Linked DNA regions of Mus musculus: all the other regions are linked to region 2. Evidence: chromatin contacts called from public Hi-C, Micro-C, capture Hi-C and promoter capture Hi-C data. All regions are on one chromosome and are shown on one strand. The core of a region is the stretch at or near the end of the contact, and the rest is flanking DNA. Distances in the headings are between cores, read along the strand shown. Region 1 holds the start of Mafa (v-maf musculoaponeurotic fibrosarcoma oncogene family, protein A (avian)). Region 2 holds the start of Plec (plectin). Region 3 holds the start of Lrrc14 (leucine rich repeat containing 14). Region 4 holds the start of Cpsf1 (cleavage and polyadenylation specific factor 1). Region 5 holds the start of Kifc2 (kinesin family member C2). Region 6 holds the start of Scrt1 (scratch family zinc finger 1). Region 7 holds the start of Vps28 (vacuolar protein sorting 28).

What was found. Hi-C and Micro-C count contacts between places; a contact is called where the count stands out from the background. Capture Hi-C pulls out chosen DNA fragments and counts their contacts.
Region 1: a Micro-C map of embryonic stem cells shows a contact between it and region 2, with 1.9 times the contacts expected there. The contact joins the promoter of Mafa here to the promoter of Plec in region 2. A contact is called at or near these places in 2 of 484 Hi-C or Micro-C datasets (both in embryonic stem cells) and 1 of 115 datasets of contacts at active chromatin or transcription factors (memory CD8 T cells).
Region 3: a contact with region 2 is called in a Hi-C map of pro-B cells, with 3 times the contacts expected there. The contact joins the promoter of Lrrc14 here to the promoter of Plec in region 2. A contact is called at or near these places in 3 of 39 promoter capture datasets (the HPC-7 cell line, liver and pre-B cells), 7 of 484 Hi-C or Micro-C datasets (CD8 T cells, Th1 cells, nephron progenitors and 4 more), 3 of 115 datasets of contacts at active chromatin or transcription factors (double positive thymocytes, memory CD8 T cells and trophoblast stem cells) and 2 of 9 other capture datasets (liver and macrophages).
Region 4: a capture Hi-C map of macrophages shows a contact between it and region 2, with 4 times the contacts expected there. The contact joins the promoter of Cpsf1 here to the promoter of Plec in region 2. A contact is called at or near these places in 2 of 484 Hi-C or Micro-C datasets (B cells and Th1 cells) and 4 of 9 other capture datasets (adipose tissue, liver, macrophages and 1 more).
Region 5: a Hi-C map of double positive thymocytes shows a contact between it and region 2, with 3 times the contacts expected there. The contact joins the promoter of Kifc2 here to the promoter of Plec in region 2. A contact is called at or near these places in 1 of 39 promoter capture datasets (pre-B cells), 5 of 484 Hi-C or Micro-C datasets (CD4 T cells, LSK cells, double positive thymocytes and 1 more), 1 of 115 datasets of contacts at active chromatin or transcription factors (thymic regulatory T cells) and 1 of 9 other capture datasets (adipose tissue).
Region 6: a contact with region 2 is called in a promoter capture Hi-C map of pancreatic islet. The contact joins the promoter of Scrt1 here to the promoter of Plec in region 2. A contact is called at or near these places in 14 of 39 promoter capture datasets (3T3-L1-derived adipocytes, the HPC-7 cell line, cranial neural crest and 9 more), 1 of 15 datasets of contacts at CTCF or cohesin (embryonic stem cells), 8 of 484 Hi-C or Micro-C datasets (CD4 T cells, the G1E-ER4 cell line, Th1 cells and 3 more), 8 of 115 datasets of contacts at active chromatin or transcription factors (the SCID.adh cell line, bone marrow-derived macrophages, embryonic stem cells and 4 more) and 3 of 9 other capture datasets (adipose tissue, liver and pancreatic islet).
Region 7: a contact with region 2 is called in a Hi-C map of uterus, with 5 times the contacts expected there. The contact joins the promoter of Vps28 here to the promoter of Plec in region 2. A contact is called at or near these places in 2 of 39 promoter capture datasets (the C10 cell line and pre-B cells), 3 of 484 Hi-C or Micro-C datasets (B cells, embryonic stem cells and uterus), 2 of 115 datasets of contacts at active chromatin or transcription factors (bone marrow-derived dendritic cells and regulatory T cell precursor) and 4 of 9 other capture datasets (adipose tissue, embryonic stem cells, liver and 1 more).

Annotation. Positions count from the first base shown.
Region 1 is chr15:75,746,272-75,749,651 of GRCm38.p6, reverse strand. It overlaps Mafa (v-maf musculoaponeurotic fibrosarcoma oncogene family, protein A (avian)), which reads left to right and starts at 1,331. Exons shown (of 1, transcript NM_194350.2): 1 at 1,331-3,380. The coding sequence starts at 1,730. The coding sequence ends at 2,809.
Region 2 is chr15:76,204,427-76,207,959 of GRCm38.p6, reverse strand. Plec (plectin) reads left to right here and starts at 1,639. Exons shown (of 33, transcript NM_001163540.1): 1 at 1,639-2,362. The coding sequence starts at 1,822.
Region 3 is chr15:76,709,282-76,712,757 of GRCm38.p6, reverse strand. It overlaps Lrrc14 (leucine rich repeat containing 14), which reads right to left and starts at 2,117. Exons shown (of 4, transcript NM_001358891.1): 1 at 1,831-2,117. It overlaps Recql4 (RecQ protein-like 4), which reads left to right and starts at 2,199. Exons shown (of 22, transcript NM_058214.3): 1 at 2,199-2,365; 2 at 2,447-2,480; 3 at 2,560-2,657; 4 at 2,850-2,990; 5 at 3,207-3,476. The coding sequence starts at 2,282.
Region 4 is chr15:76,605,382-76,608,841 of GRCm38.p6, reverse strand. It overlaps Cpsf1 (cleavage and polyadenylation specific factor 1), which reads left to right and starts at 1,251. Exons shown (of 37, transcript NM_053193.2): 1 at 1,251-1,507. The coding sequence starts at 1,364.
Region 5 is chr15:76,658,834-76,662,346 of GRCm38.p6, reverse strand. Kifc2 (kinesin family member C2) reads right to left here and starts at 1,766. Exons shown (of 18, transcript NM_010630.3): 1 at 1,582-1,766; 2 at 1,260-1,341; 3 at 963-1,111; 4 at 729-867; 5 at 475-620; 6 at 336-401; 7 at 118-246. The coding sequence starts at 1,680. It also overlaps a transcript of Cyhr1 not described here.
Region 6 is chr15:76,520,843-76,524,129 of GRCm38.p6, reverse strand. It overlaps Scrt1 (scratch family zinc finger 1), which reads left to right and starts at 2,001. Exons shown (of 2, transcript NM_130893.3): 1 at 2,001-2,539. The coding sequence starts at 2,425. It overlaps Gm46533 (a long non-coding RNA gene), which reads right to left and starts at 589. Exons shown (of 2, transcript XR_001781743.2): 1 at 503-589.
Region 7 is chr15:76,624,100-76,627,382 of GRCm38.p6, reverse strand. It overlaps Vps28 (vacuolar protein sorting 28), which reads left to right and starts at 1,299. Exons shown (of 10, transcript NM_025842.4): 1 at 1,299-1,394; 2 at 2,178-2,249; 3 at 2,763-2,791; 4 at 2,898-2,935; 5 at 3,208-3,283. The coding sequence starts at 2,213. Tonsl (tonsoku-like, DNA repair protein) reads left to right here. Exons shown (of 26, transcript NM_183091.3): 26 at 901-1,146. The coding sequence ends at 1,082.

The DNA of each region.
Region 1 (3,380 bases), core at 82-2,581, 460 kb after region 2:
ATAGGTATCCTGTGAATACCCTTTCAAACTTTTTCCACCTTGTGCACAAATGGTTTATATTTAAGAATCGATTGATTGATTGATTGATTGATTGACTGATTGATTGATTTTTAGTTTTTCGAGGCAAGATTTCTCTGTGCAGACTTGGCTGTCCTGGGACTTGCTCTGTAGACCAGGCTGGCCTTGAACTCCCAGAAATCTTCCTGTCTTGGGAGAGCTGGGGCTAAAGGCCTGCACCACCATTGCCCGTCTATTATTTTTAATAGTCAACGGCATATAAGATTATAGATAACAGAGAGGAGAAAACCGCACTCTGGGTCACATCCAGCTGTTGTTCGTGAATGCACGCCCTTTCTATCTTCGGTTGGGATCTGGAATTCTGGAGGAGGGAGGGGAGGGGAGGGTGTCACAGAACTCACATCTTGTCACCCACCCTCCCTGTTGTCCTTGTGGCTTTCTTTTGCTCGGAAGCGGCCTCCTACTAGGTGTGTAGAGACATTCAGCAAGTGTGACGGTGGCAATCTGCTTGCCACTTGTCACTCCAACTTGCCCCCACCCAGCAAGGCTCCTCCAAACCGCCCTGGTGGGCAGCTGGGTCTGAGATTCCTTGTGGGCATTTCTGCAGGCGTCCAGACCCATCAGCCCCATGAATTCAATTCAGAGAAATGGGTTCTCTACGCAGGGAGTACCCGAGACCTGCTCCTCTAGCCCCGTGGTGGCCACAGGCGTCTGTCCCACTCCACCTACCACAACGCTCAGAGGCCTGCGGTTCCACCGTGCATCCCGCCGCCCGAGGTGCCAGCAACTTTGTTGACTGAATTCCTGAACCCATCCCAACCACAGGATAAAAATAGCTGGCGCTCCCGGGCAGCTCGGGAGTCACCGGTGTCAGGATAGTTAGAGGTCCCCATTCTGGAGACTCCAGGCCACTTGGGCCTGGTGCGGGACACAGCCAGCTAGACCACCTAATGGATCTGAGACACCGAAGGAGTACCCTGGACGAGGGCCTCCTCAGCTTCCCTGCACTCTCTGGCTTTACGATCCTGGAACCTCAGAATCTGCCACTTGGTCTCGCGCCCTCTGCTGTGCAGTCCCATGCGGCGGCCACCAGGGGGCCCTGCCCACTCCTCTTGCCGACGGCCCTTCCCCACCCCTTCCCACAGCTGTTTCCCGCAGGAGATTGACAGCTGGGCTCCGGGTTGCCATGGGGATAGGCAAATGAGGGCGGCAGGTCTGGGGCTCCGATTGGCCCGGGGGCGTCGGCCCCCACCTGGGGAGGCGGGCCCAGAAGCGCGTCTCTATAAAGGCTTGTGCGGCTCTGCGCCGGGCCGAGGGAGGCGGGGCCGGCCGGCAGCGCGGGTGGGGCGCGGGGCGGGGCCGGGCGGGAGAGCCCGGAGCGCGGCTGAGCCCGGGGCGCGGCCTCTGCACCCTCCAGGCCAGGACCGCGGAGGAACAGAAGGAGGAGGAGGGCAGGATTGGGGGCCCTGCGCCCGCTCGTAGCGGGCCGGGGGGCCACCCGAGAGGCCTGGCCGGCGGCGTCCCCTGAGCACAGCCCAGAGTTGACAGCAGGAAACTTTTGCTGCTGCGCCCTTCGGCGGCGCGACCAGAGCCTGAGCCCACCGCGGCCCGGGGGGGAGCTAGGGGGAGAGAGGCCCGCGGCTCCCCCCACGCTCCCCCGCCGCCCGTCGGGGCGCGGCCGGGCGCGGCGGCGGGGCTGGGGCCCCGGGCGATGGCCGCGGAGCTGGCGATGGGCGCAGAGCTGCCCAGCAGCCCACTGGCCATCGAGTACGTCAACGACTTCGACCTGATGAAGTTCGAGGTGAAGAAGGAGCCGCCCGAGGCCGAGCGCTTCTGCCACCGCCTGCCGCCCGGCTCGCTGTCCTCGACGCCCCTCAGCACGCCCTGCTCCTCGGTGCCCTCTTCGCCCAGCTTCTGCGCACCCAGCCCGGGCACAGGCGGCGGCGCGGGCGGCGGGGGCAGCGCGGCTCAGGCCGGGGGCGCCCCGGGGCCGCCGAGTGGAGGCCCCGGCACTGTCGGGGGCGCCTCAGGAAAAGCGGTGCTGGAGGATCTGTACTGGATGAGCGGGTACCAGCACCACCTGAACCCCGAGGCGCTCAACCTGACGCCGGAGGACGCGGTGGAGGCGCTCATCGGCAGCGGCCACCACGGCGCGCACCACGGCGCGCATCACCCGGCGGCTGCTGCGGCCTATGAGGCCTTCCGGGGTCAGAGCTTCGCGGGCGGCGGCGGCGCGGACGACATGGGTGCCGGCCACCACCACGGCGCACACCACACTGCCCACCATCATCACTCTGCCCACCATCACCATCACCACCATCACCACCACGGAGGCTCTGGCCACCACGGCGGAGGCGCGGGTCACGGCGGAGGCGGCGCAGGCCACCACGTGCGCTTGGAGGAGCGCTTCTCCGACGACCAGCTGGTATCCATGTCCGTGCGGGAGCTGAACCGGCAGCTCCGCGGCTTCAGCAAGGAGGAGGTCATCCGACTGAAACAGAAGCGGCGCACGCTCAAGAACCGCGGCTACGCGCAGTCGTGCCGCTTCAAGCGGGTGCAGCAGCGGCACATTCTGGAGAGCGAGAAGTGCCAGCTCCAGAGCCAGGTGGAGCAGCTGAAGCTGGAGGTGGGGCGTCTGGCCAAGGAGCGGGACCTGTACAAGGAGAAATACGAGAAGTTGGCGGGCCGGGGCGGCCCCGGGGGCGCGGGCGGGGCCGGCTTCCCTCGGGAGCCCTCGCCAGCGCAGGCTGGCCCCGGGGCGGCCAAAGGCGCACCCGACTTCTTTCTGTGAGTGCCGGACCCTGGGCCTCGCCACGGCCGGGGACAAGTTTGCGCAGGCCGCCCCGGTCTCGGTTCAGACTCTGAGGCCCGGGACGCGCGCTCCGGCGGTGCAGCCGCAGCTGCCGGGGTCCTCCTGTCCGCCCTGCGCACCCCGCCGCCAAGCCCCAGCTCCAGGTACCTACCGCGGTGCGCCTCTCCCGCCGGGCCCCGGTCCGAGCGTCTTCGGGGTCGCCGGCTAGACTTTGCCGGGGTCCCTCGGCGCCCCGGGAACGGTGATTGCTTAGGGAAGTCCGAGCCAGGTCTGACTTCCTCGGCAGCGTCCACTTGTACAGACGTGGAGCGCAGTTCTGCGTCCCAACCTCCGCCCAGCCGCAGCGGGGCCGCGCCGCCACCAGCTCCCGGTAGCCTCCGCCGGCCCCGCGCTCCTCTGTCGTCTTTCTTTCTGCCTCCGTTTACTTGCTCTGTTTTTACTCCTCCTCCTCCTTTTTAAAGCAGTCATATTTTCGCAACATTAATATTTATTTTGCTTGGTAATTAGAAAACCCGGAGGAACCCCCTGGTCCCCGTGCGCCCTCGGAGGT
Region 2 (3,533 bases), core at 390-2,889:
AGTACAGGTTACTGTGGAGAAGTGTCTGAGGGACAGGCCAAGCAAGTCGGAATTTGTTTGCTCTTAGAACTGGGTTGGTACTGGTCCTGTAACTAAAGCACTGGTGCCTTAGGTACCACAGGGAAGGGGGTGTGGTGGCTGTACACTCTCGGCCCTACAGACCCAATTTAGTGCTGCTCTGCACTTCCAGGGTTGGGCTCCGAGGGCCTGCCCCCCTTCCTGCCTAAGTCTGGCTAGGGGCGTGGTACAGGGAGAGCCCTGCCGCAGTGAGCTGGCTGAGCTGGCCTCAGGGAAGGCTTTGGGGACTGTTGGCTGAGCCTTCAGAGTTTCCACCCGCCACCGGTCTGTGTCTGTATGTTTGGAGTCTGCTGGGGCACCATGGCGACAGCCCATAAACCCGCCCCACGCACTGCTTTGTTGGCTGCCCGCCTGCCTCTGGCCAGCGCCTCCCACCGCAGGATCCCCCGCCTCCGCCCTATTTATAATCAGTTCCTGGGGTTGCAGTGCTTGGTGGGAATGGGTGTGTCCATTCAGGGAGAGCCTTAATGGCATGGGGGGTTTGGTGCGGCACCACAGGGAGAGTTGGAGTATTGGGTGGTGGCACCCAGCACAGGCTACATGCGTGTGGGACCCTCGGTTGTGAGGGCCCAGCAGAGGTGACAGCTGTGCTAGGCAGCCCTTAGGGCATGAGCTCAGTCCTCTTCCTTTCACTTCAGTTCCTGCTGGTGTCCTCGTGTCCTCTCCACAGCACCTGCCCCTCCGGCCACAAGTGGACACTCAGGCTGCCTGGGGGTAGGGAATTTTTGGATGTCAGGGCCACCAAGCCTGGGGTGTTAGGGACTTGGTGACTTTGATTCCCTATGGCAGCTGGGAGTCCCTGGCGTCCAACAGCTGCACTGAAGGTGTGGGAGGAAAGAGGCCTCACCCAGAGCTCTCTTCAGAGGTCTTGGACTGGAAAGTGGCTTTGTTTCTGGACCCACCCTAATCTAGCCTGTCGTGGAAGTGTTACGTTCCATGGTCATCTGGTGAGAGGGGCACAGTACTGTCCCTTTCCTTTTCTGATGGACAGCGGCAGTGGTGCCTGCCGCCAACTGTCTGTGCGTCCTGGCAGCTCCTCCCACTCTTCTCCTTCAGGTCTCTGGCCACCACCACACCCCAGATTCTTCTCCATACCCTAATCTTCCTCCCTTGGATTCTTTTAGTTTTCTACTTTGCGCAACCCCTCCTTTAGATAGCTATGGACAGATGATACCTCACCTCACCCTGAGATCACAGTGAGGGGGTGCTGTCCTTATGAGGACCCTCCTGCTCTCTCTGCTCCCTGTTTTCTGCCCATCTGTTCTCTTCTGAGGGGGGCGGGGTTGATTCTTGATCCATATTACACTCCGTCCTGCCTTCACACAGTCTTGAGAACCTTGAACAAGTGTTTTAGAAACACATGTAATTTCTGACATTGGAGCTATGTGGCCCGGGTGGGGAGGGGCAGTTTATTGGTGCCCCCCACTCTTCAAGGGGCCCCCGCCAGTAGTGGGTGGGAGGGACCGGCCCTGCTGCTGAGTCAGAGGGGGCCGGCCCAGGCGTCCTGGAGGGCGGGCAGGCGGGAGGCTCAGACAGGCAGCCTTGCCGGCGCAGGAATTCACAGAGCAAGGCTCTGGAGCCGCACTGCCCCTGAGCCTGCGCCCTTGTGCTTAGAACCGGAGCCTGCCTGCCTGTTTGCCAGTGGCCCCTGCTGCATCTTGTGCCAAAGGAGCTTCATCAGCCTCCTGGCTGTGCCCCACCTGCTGTCCTCACCCTGTGCTGACCGGCAGGCTTCCAGCAGCCATGGTGGCTGGCATGCTCATGCCGCTGGACCGGCTACGGGCCATCTATGAGGTGCTCTTCCGTGAGGGGGTGATGGTTGCCAAGAAGGACCGGCGACCCCGCAGCCTGCATCCCCATGTGCCCGGCGTCACCAATCTACAGGTCATGCGTGCCATGGCTTCACTGAAAGCTCGGGGCCTGGTGCGGGAGACCTTTGCCTGGTGCCACTTCTACTGGTACCTGACCAACGAGGGCATTGACCACCTACGCCAGTACTTACACCTGCCACCGGAGATTGTACCTGCCTCTCTGCAGCGTGTGCGCCGCCCTGTCGCCATGGTGATACCTGCACGTCGTCGCTCCCCCCATGTGCAGACCATGCAAGGTCCCCTAGGCTGCCCACCAAAGAGGGGGCCTCTGCCAGCTGAGGACCCTGCCCGTGAGGAGCGGCAGGTCTATCGCAGGAAGGAGCGTGAGGAGGGGGCACCTGAAACCCCTGTGGTGTCTGCCACCACCGTGGGGACCCTGGCCAGACCAGGTCCGGAGCCTGCCCCAGCCACAGGTCAGCTGAATTTTGGCTCCAGGCCGTGAGGGATGGGAAGTGACTGTAGGTGTTTTTGGTGTTGGGACTTAGGTCTGGTGGGCTCTGGGGGGCAGTACATTGTGTGTATGGTTCTGTTCATATCAGCAGGTGGCGCCCTTTCTGCTGGAGGGTGATGGGTGTTCTAGCCAGTGGACCCACGTGGCTTGTGCTCCTCTGGGTAAATCCTGGTGAGGGCGGGGCCTGAACGCCCCAAGACTGGCAGGACCAGCTGTTGGCATAGTCGTGTTTGTACCCCTCTCAGGCACTGTCCTTGCCCTTGCCCCCACCTCCTTCCCCCACCCTTTAGGGGCCCCTCTTTTCAGAAGTGGGCGTGTAGAGAAGATCTGCTGGCATGAGACTGACTCAGGCAAACCGCTTGTCCACTGAGGCTTGAGTCTGTCTTCCCCTATGGCCAAGTGGCTAAGATTCTGTATTACATGAGCAGTACTGAGGGCCCCCATGACTGGGTGCTTGGCCTGCTGGGAGTTGGCCATGATCTGGAGGTGGAGCGGCTCTAGATGAGATGGGAAGAAGGGCACAGCTCAGGAGCACTGCCTAGGAGGGCAGAGGTCAGGGCATTGGGATGCTGACCCAGCCCATGGTCTGGGTGAGGGTCTGGTTCCCCCCAGCTGGGAACCAGGTCTTAGAGGATGGGACAACAACCCATTGGCCCAGGGGTTTCCAGAAGGTACCCCCTCTGCCCTTAAGCCCTTATACCATCAGGACTCGGATAGGCTTATGTGTTCTCGGTGTGTGTGATGCCTGTGCAGGCTCTCCTGAGGCACATTGTCCTCAATGCCTGCTGAGGGCATCCCAGGACCTCCAGCAGTATCCATGTATTGCAGGCATCAGAACAGCCCGGTATCTGTCTGCCTCCCTCCTTGTGCCTTAGTATGTGGGAGGGACTTATTCTCTGGGAGTGGGGGAGGGAGTCTAGAGTGAGGGTAGACCCTCTGTGGGGCACAGCTGCCTGAGCAGAAGCCTCAGTCGTGGTCTTTCTGGGTTGGACTTGTGTGGCTTGTTGGAGTGGTGAGTGTAGCTGGAAGGGGCAGGGAATTTGAATGGCCGCCGGGCTCTCCCCATGGCCTTAGGCAAGTCAATGGCCTCTCTGGCTTCCCTGTAACCATGGCTGTGGCTCAGTCCTTTTGGG
Region 3 (3,476 bases), core at 868-3,367, 500 kb before region 2:
TAGTTAATAGAGGAGAAATGCACAAAAGATAAGTTTCTAGGTCTGGCTTGAGACAATGTCTCACTGTATAGCCCAGGCTTGTCTTGAATTTGTAGCAATCCTCCTGCCTCTTCTGGGATTACATGCTGTGCCATCACACTTGGCAGGAACAATTCCTAGGAAGCACTTAGCACTGTGCAGAGTGGACAGGAGACATGGGGGAAACAAAGTGTTGAGCAGAACATACATAGTGCAGCTGTGTCAATGACCTGTCTGTTAAAAGAAATAGCTCATGCTCTGCAGGGCCCAACACTGATACTTTAGGTCTCCCAAATGACAATGACTCAGAAATCCTTCCTCAGAAGTCTAGTAAGGGCTAGGCATGGAGTTGTACACCTTCAATTCCAGCACAGAGGAAGGCAAGAGGGAGGTAGATCTATGAGTCCGAAGCGCACCTAGTCTATTTATAGTCTGTTTATCCTTACAGTGACATCCTAGCCAAAAAAAAAAAAAAAAAAAAAAAAAAGGAAGGAAAGAAAAGAGAAGAAGAAAAGGGGCTGGGAGACGCCTTTCTGTATAGCTCTTACTGAACATGAGGACCTGATTTCAGACCACAGAACCTATGTAAAAGCAGGATACAGGTGACACAGCTCTGTAGCCAGCACTGGAGTCAACAGAAGACTCCCTGAACCTTACTGGCTGGCTAGCCCACTATTGAGTTCTAGTAGATTTGCATGTTTGCTTGTAAAATGGGGGTGGGAGGGTGGGGTGGAGAAATGGTTCAGCAGTTATGAGCATTTACCGATCTTGCAAAAGACCCCAGCCTGGTTTCCAGAACCAACATGGTATGTCACAGCCACATGGAACTGATGCAGGTGCCCCCTTTTGACCTGAAGCTTTCACATGCACATGGTGTATTTTCCTACGACTAGGGAAAGTAAATATTTTCTAAAGTGAAGTAAATCCCAGACCTCTCTTCCCACCAGACTGACAACAGAGGATTCCTCCAGAGCCAGTAGCCTAACATCCTGACCCTCCACGTAGATGTGCCTTTGGAGTTAAAGAAGTCTAACACAGCTTAGTGAGTGCCAGGCTCTGGGGTTTTTTTTTTGTTTTTGTTTTTTAAAGGATCCTGTGAACAGATGGTGTGCAGCATCTGAGACCAAGGCCCTGAGTTTGAACTCCAGAGATAGCGGATTTCTAGGGTATAACTAGGCAGAGAAATCCCTGAGGAAGAGCAACTCTCACCCTCTGTGGTCCTTGTCTCCTATTCGGGTACCTCCTCTTCACTGAGAAACCATGTCTTAAATTCACGAGATTCATAACGATCCAAGCCAAAACTGCTAAAGCGTTCCAGCTGAGAAGCCACATACAAAAGATCCTGAGCCTGAATGATTCTTGCTATCCTGGGTCAGTAGACTTCCTGTGGGCAAAACACCTTACCCTCAGAACTATGCTACAGTCCTCAGCCCACAACAGAATGGAAAACCAGGGCCTAGGCCTTACGCAAAGCCGCAGCAAGGGACAAGACTGGGGACCAGAAAGACTGATGAAGCCCAGGGTTTGCTTGCTTCTAACATCTCCTACGAGTCCTTAAGGCACGCGTCCCTGGGGAACCCCGCGTGACTGTCCTTGATCTGGCTCTAGCTTAAGATAATAGGACTGCCTAACTGACAGGACAAGCCAACCAAACACCTGTCATAAGAGGAACCGGTGGCAGCCCGCCTGGCCTCCAAGCAAGGATTGCTTCTGGGTGATGCTACTGCACACAGGACACAGCGGTCTCTGCGGCATACAGACGCGCACGCTCGGATCCTTGGAGAAAACAAAAAGCCCGGAACATCAACTGACCCGGGCGAGCCTGGAGCCACAGGCCGAGACCGGCCTCGCCCGCCCCTAGGTCTCCCTTCGCTTGCGGCCCATCCCCGCGCGCCGGCGGCACCTCCCGAGAATCCGCCTCAGCCGTGGTCTTCAAGCGCCAGTCCCCGTCGAACCTGCCGTCCAAGTGCCCTGACCACTAACGGCTGCTTGACTCTCAGCTCGACTCGAATCCCAGCCCCGCGGCCCCCGCTCATCCGCCTCCCCGACTACCAAGGCCTGCAACCCTTCCTCGCCCAGCAAGCCTCGCCCAGCTCCGCGCAGCGCCGGGGCGCGCTGTGATGACGCAACAACTCATAGGCCCGCCCCCTCCCCGGGGGGCTCAGAGCATCTGCAGCACCGCCCGGCGGCCGCTCTCATTGGCTAAGGACAGGACTTTACGGTGGCGGCGGGAGATTTCCCCTAAACTCACGTTCGGGCTGCCATGGAGCGGCTCGCGACCGTTCGCGCGCGGCTACAGGAGTGGGAACGCGCTTTTGCACGGCTGCACGGGCGACGGCCAGCGAAGGTGAGGTGGAGTTAGGGTCCGGACAGGGGCGGCAAGTGGGGGATCCTGGCGCAGCCTGTTGCTGACAAGCTTCTCTCCTAGGGGGATGTGGAGGCGGCACCTGAAGAGACCCGCGGTGAGCACTGGGCTGGTGGACCAGGGACAGGGCGAATGTTAGTGGGTATGCCCCTGACCGCCGACTTCTGCCTTCCCAGCGCTCTACCGTGAGTACCGTAACCTAAAGCAGGCGGTGCGTCAGGCTGACGACAGACATCGTGTCCTAGAGCAATCACTTGCCGAGGCAGCTGAGGAGGTATCAGTGAATCCCACTCTCAGCGGTCTGTGGTCCAAATGGCAGGAACCGAGAGCATTTTGCAGCCGTGCCTCCATGGAGCACAGAAGTTGGGTGGCCAGGTCCTCCCATGGGGGTTAGGGGAAGCTTTAGAGGCACTTCTGTGCCCATGCCATCTTTTAAACTGGTCTAGGTTGCTACTATCTACTGCAGGCACAGGAGCCAAGCTGCTGGGGTCCCCACCTGAGTCGAGCTGCAACGCAGAATACGCAGTCTATGCCAAAACAGAGCCTACTGAGTTCTGTACAAGACTATGGGAAGAGGCTCAAAGCCAATCTGAAAAACACAACACAGGTAAGACGTGGAGGTGAACCCAGAACTGCCTTTGGCCCTTGGGTGGTTTGCCAGGGTCCTTCTATGTCCACCCTTCCTTATAGCACGCACGTACGCTCCTGTAATAACTGGGACTAGGTTCCTAACGGTGCTCAGGCATCTCCACTCTTATTGTCTGTCCCAAACTTCTGCAGTAACCCAGGTCCTGAATTCCGATTTGCTGTTCTGTCTTTCTAGACTGGACCAACCCAGAGCAGAAAACTCCAGCTTCAGAAGAGATCCTTGTCCACAGTTCCTGCCCCAAGGCCACCAGGCTCAAAGACTGAATCCCCCTGTCCAGACGAAGCTGACGATGCACTTCCTCGGGTTCCTGAGCCCCGGCCGAGGCTGGGCCAGCTCCAGCAGCTCCGATCATCCCTCAGCCGGAGGTTGACTTCCCTAGACCCTGGTTGGTTAGAGAGGTGTCACAACAGAGTTTCAGATCTTCTAGAGGTTCCGGGTGCTTGT
Region 4 (3,460 bases), core at 2-2,501, 400 kb before region 2:
ATCTCTGGGGCTGGAGTAAGCAGAGGTTCTGGGTTCAATTCCCAGCAACCACATGATGGTTCACAACTATCTGTACAGCTATAGTGTATCATATACATAAAATAAATATTTAAAAAATTATGTATATATGTGCCAGCATGTCTGGGCAGCTTTCGTCCCAGGGCTTGGGAGGTAGACTCTGAATTCGAGGCTAGTTGGGTCTACAGAGTTTCAGGACAGCCAGGGCTATGTAGTTGAGACCTCATCTCAAAAATCAAGAAAAAGAAAAAAAAATAATTTCTTTTGCTTGCTTGTTTTTGTTTTTTGTTTTTGTTTTTGTTTTTTTTTAAGAAAAGTTTTCTCTGTATAACCATGGCTGTCCTGGAACTCACTTTGTAGACCAGGCTGGCCTCAAACTCAGAAATCTGCCTGCCTCTGCCTCTGCCTCCCAAGTGTTGGGATTAAAGGCTTACACCACCACTGCCCAGCCAACAAAATACTTTTTAAAAGAGATCTTTTTTTTTAAATTTTATTTTATTTTTATTAGGTATTTTCCTCGTTTACATTTTCAATGCTATCCCAAAAGTCCGCCATACCCACCCCCCCAATCCACTACCCACCCACTCTCCCGTTTTGGCCCTGGGGTTCCCCTGTACTGGGGCATATAAAGTTTGCAAGTCCAATGGGCCTCTCTTTGCAGTGATGGCCAACTAGGCCACCTTTTGATACATATGCAGCTAGAGTCAATTAAAAAGAGATCTTTAGTGTGATACAGGGGTGATCTACCACATCACCTCATCTACAGAGTGGGGTGGCGATATTGCATGTTTCTGTATCCTTTTCCAAGCCTATATACCCTTGTTTTATTTTCTGGGATTTAGCTAATGAGGCAAGTCTTGAAGGGTACAGAACAGAAGGAAGCAGAGGTCCAGCACCCTCCAGCTCTGTGACGAGGCTCATCAGTCCTTTTTTTTTTTCTTTCTTTCTTTCTTGTTTTTTTTTTTCGAGACGGGGTTTCTCTGTGTAGCCCTGGCTGTCCTGGAACTCACTCTGTAGACCAGGCTGGCCTTGAACTCAGAAATATGCCTGCCTCTCTCAAGTGCTGGGATAAAAGGCATGTGCCACCACGCTTGCTCGTCAGTTCTTATCAAGCTAGGCCACTAGGGGCCGCTCTTCGCTCGCAGCCACGGCGCGCAGGCGCAGATGCGAAGCGGCCCGGAACCCTGCTTCTCAACCACCTGGTCCTCTTAGAAGGCGGTCCGGGCAGGAAGCGCAGGCGCAGTACTTCGGAACCCGGTGGCTGGGTTGGCGCGCGCGGCCGGACCGAGTCCGCTGCCGTCCCTGTCCCCCGAGTCGGCGGCTCCGGCGTGACAGTGGCGGCGACATGTACGCGGTGTACAAGCAGGCGCACCCGCCCACCGGGCTGGAGTTTACCATGTACTGCAACTTCTTCAACAACAGTGAGCGCAACCTCGTGGTGGCCGGCACCTCGCAGCTCTATGTGTACCGCCTGAACCGCGACGCCGAGGTAGGCCGTGTCGAGGCAGTGCCGCAGTCATTCGGCAGGTTCCCCAGTGCAGGAGCTGAGGTTTGCCAAGGGTCTTTGGGCCCCAGAGCCAGTTCATCGCTGCCTCGTTGTTTGGCCTCATCCTACCCTGCCCGGACACCTCTGCCCGCGGTCTACTGCTTGTTCTTTGGAGATCGATTTTCAGGAGATTGTTGCACACCTTCCACGAGCTTAGCAGCAAAGACAAGCCAGTGAACCCTTGAGGGCGATGATTCTTTAGGAAGTCAATACTGCCACACACAGACGGCCACAGTGTCTCTCTAGGAGTAAGACCCAATGAAGGAGACTGGGTGTTTCTGTACAAAACAACCAGAGCTCTTTCTGAGATTGAGCAGATTTGTTGTGGAAGAACGTTTCTTCCTAAAGGAGCAAGGCTGGATGTTTCTCGGGGACAGACTATTGTCAGTAGATGTAGTAATGTGGAATGAATTCATCAGTACATTGATAACGGGGGTGTTTTGGTTGCTAGAGAGACAGCAAGCGGTTCAGGAAGCCCTCCCCCCCTCCCCCCAAAAAAAAGGCAATTTCCGTGGCTCTTTAATCCCAGTTCGATCCATTAATCCCAGGTGGAAGCAGACAGATTTCTGGGTGTTCCAGTTTAAACTATTTCCAAGCCATCTAGGGCTACATAGTGAACCTCTTGTCTAAAAACAAAGCAAAAAAGCCAAGAAGGCAGATGCTTTTTTTAAAAAATTAGACTTATTCATATTCATTTGTGTTTGCTTGTATATATGTATGTACACCATATGCATTCTTGGTGTCCATGGAGGTCAGCATTATGGATAGTTGTGCCATCAAGTGGGTCCTCTGTAAGAGCAACAAGTGCTTTTGATGGCTGTGCATTACTGCCAACATGCAGTTTACTGGGGTGGCAGAACTGGACAGGGAAATCTCACCTTCATAGAAGATGTGTTTTAAATAGACAAGGAAGTGTGGGGGAAGTATGTGGGAGTTAGGCAAAGGGGTTTCAAGGAAAGTTAAGTTTTTGTGGTAGAGGCTAAGGGAAGGAGGAAGGAAGGGAAAGAACGGGTAAGAAGTAACAGGGCAGGGCCTCCACAACACACTCTCCAAGCAGGAAGTTTTGGCAATGAAATAATCTTACCCAACTTATGTTGGAGAGAGGTCCAAGAAAGATGGTCAAGAAGTGGCTGTAGCCATTAGGCAAGATGGTGGCCTGGACCAGTGCAGCTATGACAGTTCAGGATTGATAGAGGTGGAGTTTGAAAGGAGCTCAAGGTAATGCCAAGAATCTGTCACTGTTCTGGGCAACAGGTCTGGATTTGGTCTTAGCAGTTACAGGGATGCTGTCACTATTCCCTGAGGTGGAGATGGCTGTTGGGGGTATAGAAGTGAGGTGACAGGAGCAGACAGTCACCTAAGAGTTGGGAGAAATGTGGCTGGGAGGATAACATTTTGGAAGTGGGCCCTGTGGCTCTACTCTTGAGTCTTAAATGACTGTGACAAAGTGGTGCAGGGACAGAGGCATTGGGGATGGTTGAGTCCTGTGGAGAATTGGTAGCAGAGGATCAGATAGCTGGTTGGAAGAAGACCTGTCCAGAGAGCAGCAAAGAATTGGAGCTGTGACTGGTAGAAAGCAAGAATTTTAAAGATTTGTTTTCAATTTTACTTGTTAGATTATTTTTGTGTCTATGAGTATCTGAAGTACTTGTGGTCATGTTTACAGATGGTTGTAAGCTGCCACATGGGTGCTGGGAACCGAATCTCCATCCTTTAGATGAGTGTTCTTTATTTAACCTCTGAGTCATCATTCTAGTCTCTGTTCTTTGTTTATTCTTTGAAGTGACTATTTTATGTGCATTGGTGTTTTGCCTGCATGTATTTGTCTGTGTGAGGGTGTTGGATCACCTCGAGTGGAGTTTTTTTGTTGTTTTTTTCGTTTGTTTGGTTTTTGTT
Region 5 (3,513 bases), core at 517-3,016, 450 kb before region 2:
TGACTTTGTTCATAGTTAGAGATGGCCCCCACCTGAGGAGGTTCAGGTACTGTTGCTGGATACCAGGTGTACAGGAACCTGGGCTGCAGTTAGCATAACAGCCAAATGGCAGAGTACCTGGGAAAGTCTGGGGAGTGGTCCAGGCCCCCAGTGTAGCAGGAGGTCCCGAGTAAGGCTCAAGCTCTGTTTCAAGGCTTCGTTCTCCAATGTGAGGTGCTGGACTCTCTTCTCTGAATCTGTCACCCCCTGACAGAGAGGGATATCATCAGGACCCACCTGAAATTCCCCTGACTTTTCAGCCTGTTTGTTCCCTATGCCCACCCCAAAAGCCTCACCACTCCCAGACGAAGTCTACTCAGCTCTTCTTCCTGTTGCTCCAGCTGTTGTCTCAGCTCTTCCAGCTGTGGAGGAGTCAGAGACAGGACAGAATGCCTTTTTAGGTCTCACACCCACCCAGTCGCTGACAGTCCTTACCTGTCCAAGAATGAGCTGTTCCAACCGCTGCCAAACTCTCTGTTCCTCCTCCAATTGGAGAGGCTGATGTTCCTGGGTCTCATCCCTTGGTACCTCATCCAGGATGGGAGTGGGCTGAGAGGAGCTTTCTTCTTGTGAAAGAGACCCTGGAGAGGGATGAGGCCAGTTACAAGTGAGGAGATGTCTGGCATAGTGAGCAGAGCTAGTTCTGATAGATCCTGCTCCTTCCACTAATGGTGATACTCTTTACAGACCATCTAGAGTGGAGGGCTGCACGGGGCAGGTTGGCTGAGTCCCCTGGAGCAGGGCCTGCCTCCCCCGGGGGCTCCGTGTCCATGCCAGTAGGGCCAAGAGCTGACTTGTTACTGTCAACAGTGGGGGGACTTCACCAGGCTGTGAAGGAAGTAAGAACCAAAGCAGAGGTGTTGGGAGTGAGAGGACCACAGAGGCTAGGGAAAGGAATAATTGCTGGCGACGGTATCGCTCACCTTGCCCAGGTCAGGAGTCGTCCCGCAGCTCTCTTCTGCCCCCAACTGGACGGAGAGGAACTCAGCAAGACGCATGAGTGCCTCTTCCAGGGACACCTCAGCTGCTCCACCCTCCGCTCCTTTCTGGCCATCCTCAGATTCTGAGCAGCCTTTGAGGAGGCCAAGTGAGAAAGGAAAAAGCATTCTGCATTACTAGATGGAGGAGAGGCCTTTCTCCCTCCCGGTGAGGTTACAGTACACCAACTGCAGGTATCCCCCGGACCTTTCCTTCCCCAGCAGCTCCTAGTATGCACCTACCGGCCAGGCTGTTCAGCTCGGACCACAGTTCTGATGTGAATTGATCCGGACGGCGACGACCCCTAGGTTGGCCGCCGCTTTTCTGGGAAGAGAGCATGAGGTGCAAGTGAGGGTACTGGCAGTATGTGCGACCCTTTCGCTTCTGAAATGGGCCAAGGGGTTGGGGCTGAGATCTTTGACCCCACAACAGAGACCATACTGGTCTCTGAACAGCCCTATTTCCCAGAGCAGGTACCTAAGGATTTAAGCTGCACAGGTCAGCCACGACCAAATCTCAGAATGATGGTGGTAACCAACCGTGATGCAGGCCCACTCCGCTCACCTGGGTGGGATCCCCGGGGTCCGAGACCGCCGCAGCCCCGCCATCCCTGCGGAAAAGACTGTAGAAGATGTAGATGAGCAGAGAGTAAAAGGCGTACATGGGGGCGCGGGGCGGCAGAGAGCACCTCTTCGCGCCGCCCCGCGTCCCCGCACCAGGTCTCTGCACCCGCCCGCCGCAGTGCCCATGCGCATGCTCGCGGCGGTCGCCCCCACGGACGATCTTCCACGGGCGGAGGGCCCTCACTGAGGGGCGACTGCGAAGAGCTGCAAAACTTGTACTTAAGGCCCTATCAAGCGGTTTTTAGTCCCTCTTTCGCAAAGACCTCTAGCCGCTGTCTAGTCTCTTTTGGGAATCCCGCATCAAGACCCCCACCAAGAAACGCGCAAGGGAACCGAGCCTTCAGCTCTCAGGTGTACAACCTCTTCTCCCTCGATAGCCCCGCCCAGACTCCACCCCTCCCCGGGAGCCGGACCCAGCCCGGCCCAGACCTCCCCTTCGGTCATAACCTCGCCCCTCCCACAGCTAAGCAATAACCCTTGGAAGCCCCACCCCGGCCCTTCTCACAGCTCCGCCTAGACCCCTCGAAGTGCCGCCTCTTTTCTCAGTCCACGCCTGCTGCCCCGAAGCCCCACCTACATCTCCCGGCTCAGACCCGGGGCGCTTCGCAATGCCAGTGCTCCAGCAAACCCGTGCCGAAGATCATGGGCTGTGACGCATGCCTTTAATCCCAACGCTCAGAAGGCAGAGACAGGCAAATCTCAGTGAGTCTGAGGCCAGCCTGGTCTATACAGGAAGTTCCAGGACAGCCAGGGTAATGTAAAGAGACTATCTAAACCACAAACTAGTACTGAACCTCTGGTCGCCACCTCCGCGCTCCCAGCCCCACCCCTCTAGAGCCTCCGCAGCCCTCCACAGGCCCCGCCCCGCCGCTCTAGCCGGAGCTCCTCTCGTTAGTGGATGTAAGCCGGCTGCTCCAATCCGCGCCTCGGGAGGGCGGGCTAGGAGGCGGGGCAGACTGTTGTGGGCGGGTTCGGGCCTTCAGCTCCGCGTCTCCAGGTGTTGTGCGCTGCCTGTGCTCCGCTGCTGCTTCTTCCCTTCTATCATTCTCAGGCATGGAAGGCCATAACTAGGACCGTGCCCAGACCACAGCAAGAGACAGCTCCTCTTGCCGTTTTGAGTCCCTGGGCTGATACCACGCTTGGGCGCCAAGATTCCAATCCCATTCCCCTTCCCCAGGAAATTAGTCCTTCTTCCTTGCAGGTGAGTCCAGTGACCTCAGGGCTCCAAAAAGTTTGGAACTGAATCTCTTCTAATGTCTACTCAAAGGTCTCTGGAACTCGAGGTTCCTGAAGAGCTCCACTAAGGACTCCAGATCGCCAGCCTCTGTGTGTACTTCTCTCCTAATTTGAAGATTCATTTCCTATCTCCTCAAACTCACTACTATTCAACGTGTCATGGTTTCCAAACCCAGGACTGAATGGAGCACTGTCCTGTCCCACCTGGTATTGGCAGGGGTGTCCCTGCATGCAGCGGTGAGCTCTGTACAGGTGAATATTCTTTTTTTTTTTTTTTTTTTTTTGGTTTTTCGAGACAGGGTTTCTCTGTATAGCCCTGGCTGTCCTGGAACTCACTTTGTAGACCAGGGTGGCCTCGAACTCAGAAATCCGCCTGCCTCTGCCCCCTGAGTGCTGGGATCAAAGGTGTGTGCCACCATGCCCGGCTACAGGTGAATATTCTTACTTTCACAAACTATGTAGATCCCTCCACTAGAAAGAGGATGATGCTCCTCCCATGGGAGGCTGGGACTCCTTAACAGTCCCAAACTCTTTCCTACTTAAAAGTGGCTGCTTTTAAATGGCTTCTTTTCCCTTAACGTGTCTCTCTTTCCCGGTGTCAACAGTCCAGTCGAGGAGCAGCTGCCGGCTTCCTGCT
Region 6 (3,287 bases), core at 752-3,251, 320 kb before region 2:
AAAGAAGGGACCCGAGGGGCAAAGTATGGGACAGAGCTAGACAGAATGACTGGGCCTGTGAGGGGACCTAGAAGTGGGAGTATAGGGTTAGAAGAGGGGACAATGTCCAGGAGAAGGGAGCAAACGGAGAGGGGGTGGGAATCGAGCCTGCCTGAGCCCTGAGGGTCCGTCTGGTAATTAGACCTTGTTCCAGATGAACCCCCCACCTCAGTCCAGCAATCAAAATGCTAATTGGCCTGACGCCTCCGGCTGCGCCTCAGCCGTTCCCCTCTGGGAAGGAGCCCGGACTAGCGGTGTGGCTGGTAGGGAACCCTCGCCCCCCACCCCCTACGGCGAGCTTCGCCGGCTGCTGTTCAGCGATAAGGGGGAGGCCGCACCCGTCCTGCCCCTCGGGAGCGCCTGCCACGCAAGATGAATGTCCCGCCGCCGAGGAGCGAAGTCGCTAACATAAAGCAGGAGAGTGGTCTCCACGCTCAGTGTAGGGCAGGTAGCTTACACCCACCGTGGCCGAACGCGAGGCAGTGGATGCCGGTAGCAGCCCAGCATGCAGCAGGAGGAAAGGAGCTGAGCTCAGCACCGCTGTGGCGCCCTGGCACTTGCGCCCGCCGGGCCAGTCCGTATAAGGTCACCACGCTGCAGTCTCTGCTTGCCGCTCCGCGACCATCGTCGATAGCCGGAGCAGGCTGCGTGGGGAAAGCTCAGCTCAGAGACCCCAACGCGAGGAGGGGGCGAAGAAGGGACAATGGCGGCGCCCAGCCCTAATTGGGGACATATGCACCCGCGCGCTGCCATTGTGAGGCCCCCAACCCCCAGTGCCCCGCCATTGGCCGTTGGGCCTGACGTCATGGGGGCTGCAAACTCCGGGCGGGCGGCCACGGGAAGGGTTATCCGCCTGGTTGCGGGCTTCCTGAAGAAGCTGCAGACGCGCGGAAGGGCGGAAACCACCAGTGAAGCGGAATTTCTGGAACAGGGGCATGGCAGCCCCTCTTGCCATGCACACTCATCTTGCACCGACGCCACTGTGCTGGACATCCGTCCCGCGGGAGTGGCAGGGACAGAAAGGTCCCTCCAGCGGGCACAGGGTCAGCCGAGGTGACAGAGTGGCAAGAGGCACTGCGGCACAGGGCACACACAGGCTTCCACACTGCGTTTTCGCTGCCTCAGCATTCACTCCTTTGGTCTCCCGCCTCTCCCCGCCTCCGTACATCCCGCACCTAGCCTCCAGACCTTAAAGGAGGCAGCGTGGACTCGACTGAGGTCCGCTTGCGTTCTCCCCAAAAGAACGAGAGCCTGGGGTGGGAGAGTGCCAGGCCCATTCCCATCTCTCTCCACACGCCCGATTATGCCACCAAGTATCAGGTCACCATTCCCCGAGCCGCACGGGGGAACTCCACACAAGTCCAGGCGAGGCATCCCCAGGACCCCTCCCAGGAGACCCTGGCCCGACCCAGCCCGGCGCAGCCATTTCCGCCGGCCTTTTCCCCTCCCCGCCCACCCCCTCCCCCAGCGCTTGGCTTTAAAAGCCAGAGGCTGCGCTCGGCGGTAGGCAGAAGAGGCTTGCGGGCTCAGAAGGCCTGCCCCAGAGCTGTCCGAGAGCGGAGCCCCGCCCCCGGACCCCCGTCCCTCCCTCTCTCCTTCCCTCTCTCGGCCCGCCCTCCCTGAGCACCCCTCCCCCTGAGGACCCCCGCCCGCCGCTGCCGCCGCCGCCCGCTCTGACTGCAGAACAATAAAGCCAGCCTCCTAGAGACCCCCGCCGAGGACCCCCGCCCCGCGACCAGGCCCAGGTGGCCCGCCCCTCTCCGGCAACGCCAGCTGAGCGCGCCCGGGCGCTGGCCGCGGTGCTGCCCTAGCCAGCGCTGGCCGCGGTGCTGAAGCTGCTGGTGCTCCTGCCGCTGCTACTGTCGTGTTCTCTTGGCCCGGCGCTGCCGCCCCCGGGGGCATGGGGCGCCGCTGACTGAGGCTCCGCCGCCGCGGCGGGGGGGGGAGGGGAAGGGGGCCGTGGGGCCGGGCCAGCCCTGCACCCATTCGCAGCCTCCGGGCCCGGGACGGAGCCGCTCCCCCCCTCTCCGCCCCCCCAGCCTCCTCCCCCGCCTGTCCAGGGGCGGCACTGCGGGCTGGGAAGCCGGGACCAGAGGAGGGAAGGAAGGAAGGAAGGAAAGAAGAGAAAAGAAGAGAAGAGGAGGAAGGAAGGAAAGAAGGAAGGAAGGAAGGAGAGAGAAAGAGAGGAGGGATCCGGAGAGGAAGAAGAAAAGACGCAGGGCAGAAAGAAGAGAGAGGACCACACTCGCCCAGCAGCATCCACAGGCCAGACAGGGGACAGTGCTGCTTCCACCGCTCCTCGGATGGTGACGGGGCCTCGCCGCGGACGCAGTCCCCCTGAGCCCCGGCTCTGCAGGCCCTCACTGCCGGAGCCCTGCAGGAATCATGCCCAGGTCCTTCCTGGTTAAGAAGGTCAAACTTGACACATTCTCTTCGGCAGACCTCGACAGCTCCTACGGGCGCGCCCGCAGCGATCTCGGAGTGCGACTGCAAGATAAAGGTGCGCTCTGGACTGCAGCTGGGGCAGGGCCCAGGGCTTTGCAGGAAGGGGTGGGTGGCCAAAGTGTGGGGGTGGAGTGGCAAGGTAGGAGGGGATGTAGATCCAACGGAAACAGCCTGAGGCTGGAACAGAGAAGGAAGGCTGAGGAAAGGGGAGCAGAGAGTAAGGCCAGACAGCTTCCAAGATAGGTAGGACAGAGTATGGGTAGAGGAGAGGTAGGAAAGAGGGCTCAGGAACAGGAAACACTAAAGGCACACACTGACCCACACACAGACTTCTGTTGAGACATACACAGCTGCACAGACACCTGCTGACACAACAGGACCCAGTTAAATGGGCACATGCAAACCCATACCCCGGAATCTGGATCTGTTTCACTTTTTTTGGCTGCACCTTCAAAGCCCCTTGCTAGGGCCAGCTAGGGAATGCTGGGAACTCTAGGGAATAGGCTTGGGGTCTGTCAGGGCCACCCACCTGTCAGGGCCTAGGTACCAGAAGATGCAACAGCAGTATCTTCCCTGGACTCAGGATTAGGGAGGAAGAGGTGAGCAAGGGAAGCCAAGGCACTGGAGTGAGGGGAGGCTCTTTGTGTAAGGATGCCCAAGTTCAAGGACAACTGTTAGCATGCAGGCAAGGGGGACAGGAGTGCCAGCAGTGTGGGGTGGCAGAGCAAGTATGACCTGCAAGAGCATAAGCCTGTGTGGGCCCATGTGACTGCGTGTGGCCATGTGACTTTGTGCGCTTGTGT
Region 7 (3,283 bases), core at 50-2,549, 420 kb before region 2:
GCCTGGCAAACATTTTCCAACTCCACCTTTATAGACAGACCTCTGAAACAATGCACATTGCTTCTTTAAAGTGACATTTTTCAGATACACATGCACACCCCCTCACAGCCTAGGCAGCTCCTCGGGTATTCTTAAAATGATCATGAAGATTTGAACCTCCTTTTGGAGTGGCAAATTGTTTGTTGTTTTTTGAGACAGGGTGTCTCTGTGTAGTCCTGGCTGTTCTGGAGCTCTGTAAAGTTTCCTCTCTACCTGGAGAGGACTGAGATTAAAGGCGGATGCCACCAGGGCAGGCATGATTTGGACCTTTTGTTTTTGCGGGGTTTTCTGGGTCAGGAGGGTAGCAAATCATTGTTACTTGCAGAAAACCTTATTTCCTCATTCCTGTCCACCAGTCAGTGATCCAAGTTCCGCTTAAGGGGTGCTTGCTCTCTCAACCTGCCCCCCTCCCTCCTTCCTTGCCTTATCTACTAATAAGCTAGCTTGTCCCGTTACACCAACGCACTCTCCACCTTATAAGTGTGCCTGATGGCCTGGCCTGCCACTGCCTTGCCCAGCTGAGATTTGAGGGTGGCAGCCTTTCCCCCTGGAGGATAAAAACTGAGCACAGGGGAGTCCCTGGGTTTTTCCTGTATCTCACCCCCTCTTCCCAACACAATGGTATTTCTGGCAGCTGTGCGCTTCATCCAGTTCCCTGACAACCTTGAGCCTACTGGGATCTCTGACTTGATCAAGGCCTGGCATTCACTAGCCTCCAGAGATCCGAGGGCCCACAGTATACAGATATATTGAGTCCTTTTTATGATGGGACAAGCCAAAATGTAGGCTCCGAGGTACAACATAAGCACTATGCCTCCTGTGGGTGTGTAAGTTAAACCTACCTCCTCCTCACCCCCACAGGCTGCTCTATTCAAGGGCCGCTGAACTCTGACCTCTGGGACAAGATCTTCGTGCAGTTGCAGGAGTTGCAACTGTGCACCAAAGACCTGAGCACCAAAGACCGAGACTCGGTGTGTCAGAGACTGCCAGAGGGTGCGTGCACAATGGACCAAAGTTCCAAGCTCTTCTTTAAATGCCTCTGATCCTAGTCCTGCCGTTTCCTCCAGAAGAAAAAGAAAAACCTTAATAAACTATGCTGCTATCTCATTTGTGTCAGCTCTCTGCGAAAAGGGTGGGCGATGTGAGCTGTAAAAGCCTTGACAGGCGGAGCTACTCCAGAGCGCAAGCTCAGGCAAAAAAAGCCGAGTGCCGATCAATGGATTTGGCTTGCTATGTGCGTAGGCTCAAGGTTAGAGGATGAGTGCCGAGCTGCCGATCGGGTTTCCCGGCAGGCGCAGGCGGAAAAAGCGAGCACCGAGCTTCTGTCGCCATCTCCGGGACTCCAAACGCCCCAGGTACACAGCGGCGGTGGCCGGGTCCCCTCTTCATAGGAACCCTTTGGTCTAGGTGTCCCGGTCCCGTCTCCTCTGGGGCTCAGCGGCCCTTGCCGCGCGGCCAGTGTCTCAGTAGGTGATGGGCGCTGTCAAGTGGCATTGCTGGTCCACAGTTCAGGTTCCCCTGTCTGTGAGGGTACCCACCTTTCTTCTGCGACTCCGCCGGCTATTCCTAGCTCCTGCGACCTCGGTAGCTCTCGCTGCTCCTCAAGCCACTCCATCTCAGTTTGACCATCTTCCTTGAACATTTGTTTTCACCCCATTTCAAATCCTGAGGCGTGTCTGGGCTGGCTTCCTTATTAGACAGGACCTATCCTGGGCCTTGCCTCCGCCACTTTGCCGCATCAACCAATAAGCTTGCCCTTATTCATTTCTCCAGTATCTCCCACAGATTAGGGTAAAACCTACCTCCACACTTTCCCTCACACACAGAAAGCCCCGGACACCTAGTCTCAGTTCATTTCCACTGAAAGATGTTGCAACAATGCCCTTCCCCTGTGCCCAAGATGCTGCCCCAGTTCTAACAGCTACTCTTCCCTACCCTAACCCAGCTAACAGGCAGGACTCCCATGGCACTCGATGTTCATCCTCAAAGCCTGACATGACATTCCCCCATGACAGTCCTTTAGCATCCTGTGCCGTTCCTGTAGAGAGCAGGAAAGCTGTTCACAACGCTCTGATCTCCAGAGCCCAGTTCTTAAGGTGTAAGGGGACCCTTGAGTTAGTGTTGGCTCTGCTTTCCAGGTCTCTTGTGCTGTATAGCTGCCTGGGCCTGCAGGATGTTCCACGGGATCCCAGCTACTCCTGGTGTTGGAGGTGAGTGTAGGCTAAACTGGGAGGAAGGGGAGGAGCCAAGGCTTTCCCTGTTGCAGGGGCTGTTGGGAAAGGACCACACTGCTACGTCCATCCCGTAGTCATTAGGCCCTGGGTAATGACTAGGGCCAGAATTATTTCTGGTGGGAATCTGAGGGCCCCTGCAATACCCTGCTGGGGAGCGAGAATATACTCCAATGTGGTCAGAACCTCTGGCATCCTGAGCAACTCTGGGTCTCCAACTGCATGTGTGAAGCATCTGACAGGCTTTTATTTGTACCAAGTTGTGGTTCTGTGTACAAACTACAGTCATGTTGGCGGGGGAAGAGAGCTAAACCTAGCAATCTGTATGTAGCCTCTTAGAGGCCATATTGGTAGGAGGTGAGGCTGGAGCCCCTATTCTGTGCTTCCCTTTGAGCTCTGTGATACATGGCATGGGAGACACCTTCTTGGGACGTAACTGAAGTGGGCCTGTCCTGGGGTCACCCTTGTCAGCTCCTCCTTGCTCTGTTGCAGCCCCTGGGAACAAGCCGGAGCTGTATGAGGTAGGTAGCAGATCCTCACCTGGCCACTGCAAACACCATGTGGCTGTCACTGGTTCTATAACCACGCCTGGAGATGCTGACTGACTCTTGCCTGCTTTTCCAACAGGAAGTAAAGCTCTACAAGAATGCTCGGGAGCGGGAGAAGTAAGTCTAAGCTGCCACGCACACATGCACATGCACACATACGCACACATGCACACTTGCACCCATCCAGCCTCCATGGCTGGCCCAGCAGTCTACCAAACCCACCACCACACCAATGGTTGGGGAGAACATGGCGTCGCGCTAGGAAGATGGTCCCTGAGGAATATGTACCAGGGATGGAGTGGGAGGTGGGCTGAACTCTGCCATAGGTGCAGAGCAGCAGTTGGCTGCCCTGCCTCTGGACAGCGGCCTGATGGATGGCTTTGTCTTAGGTATGACAACATGGCAGAGCTCTTTGCCGTGGTGAAGACGATGCAGGCCCTGGAGAAGGCGTACATCAAGGACTGT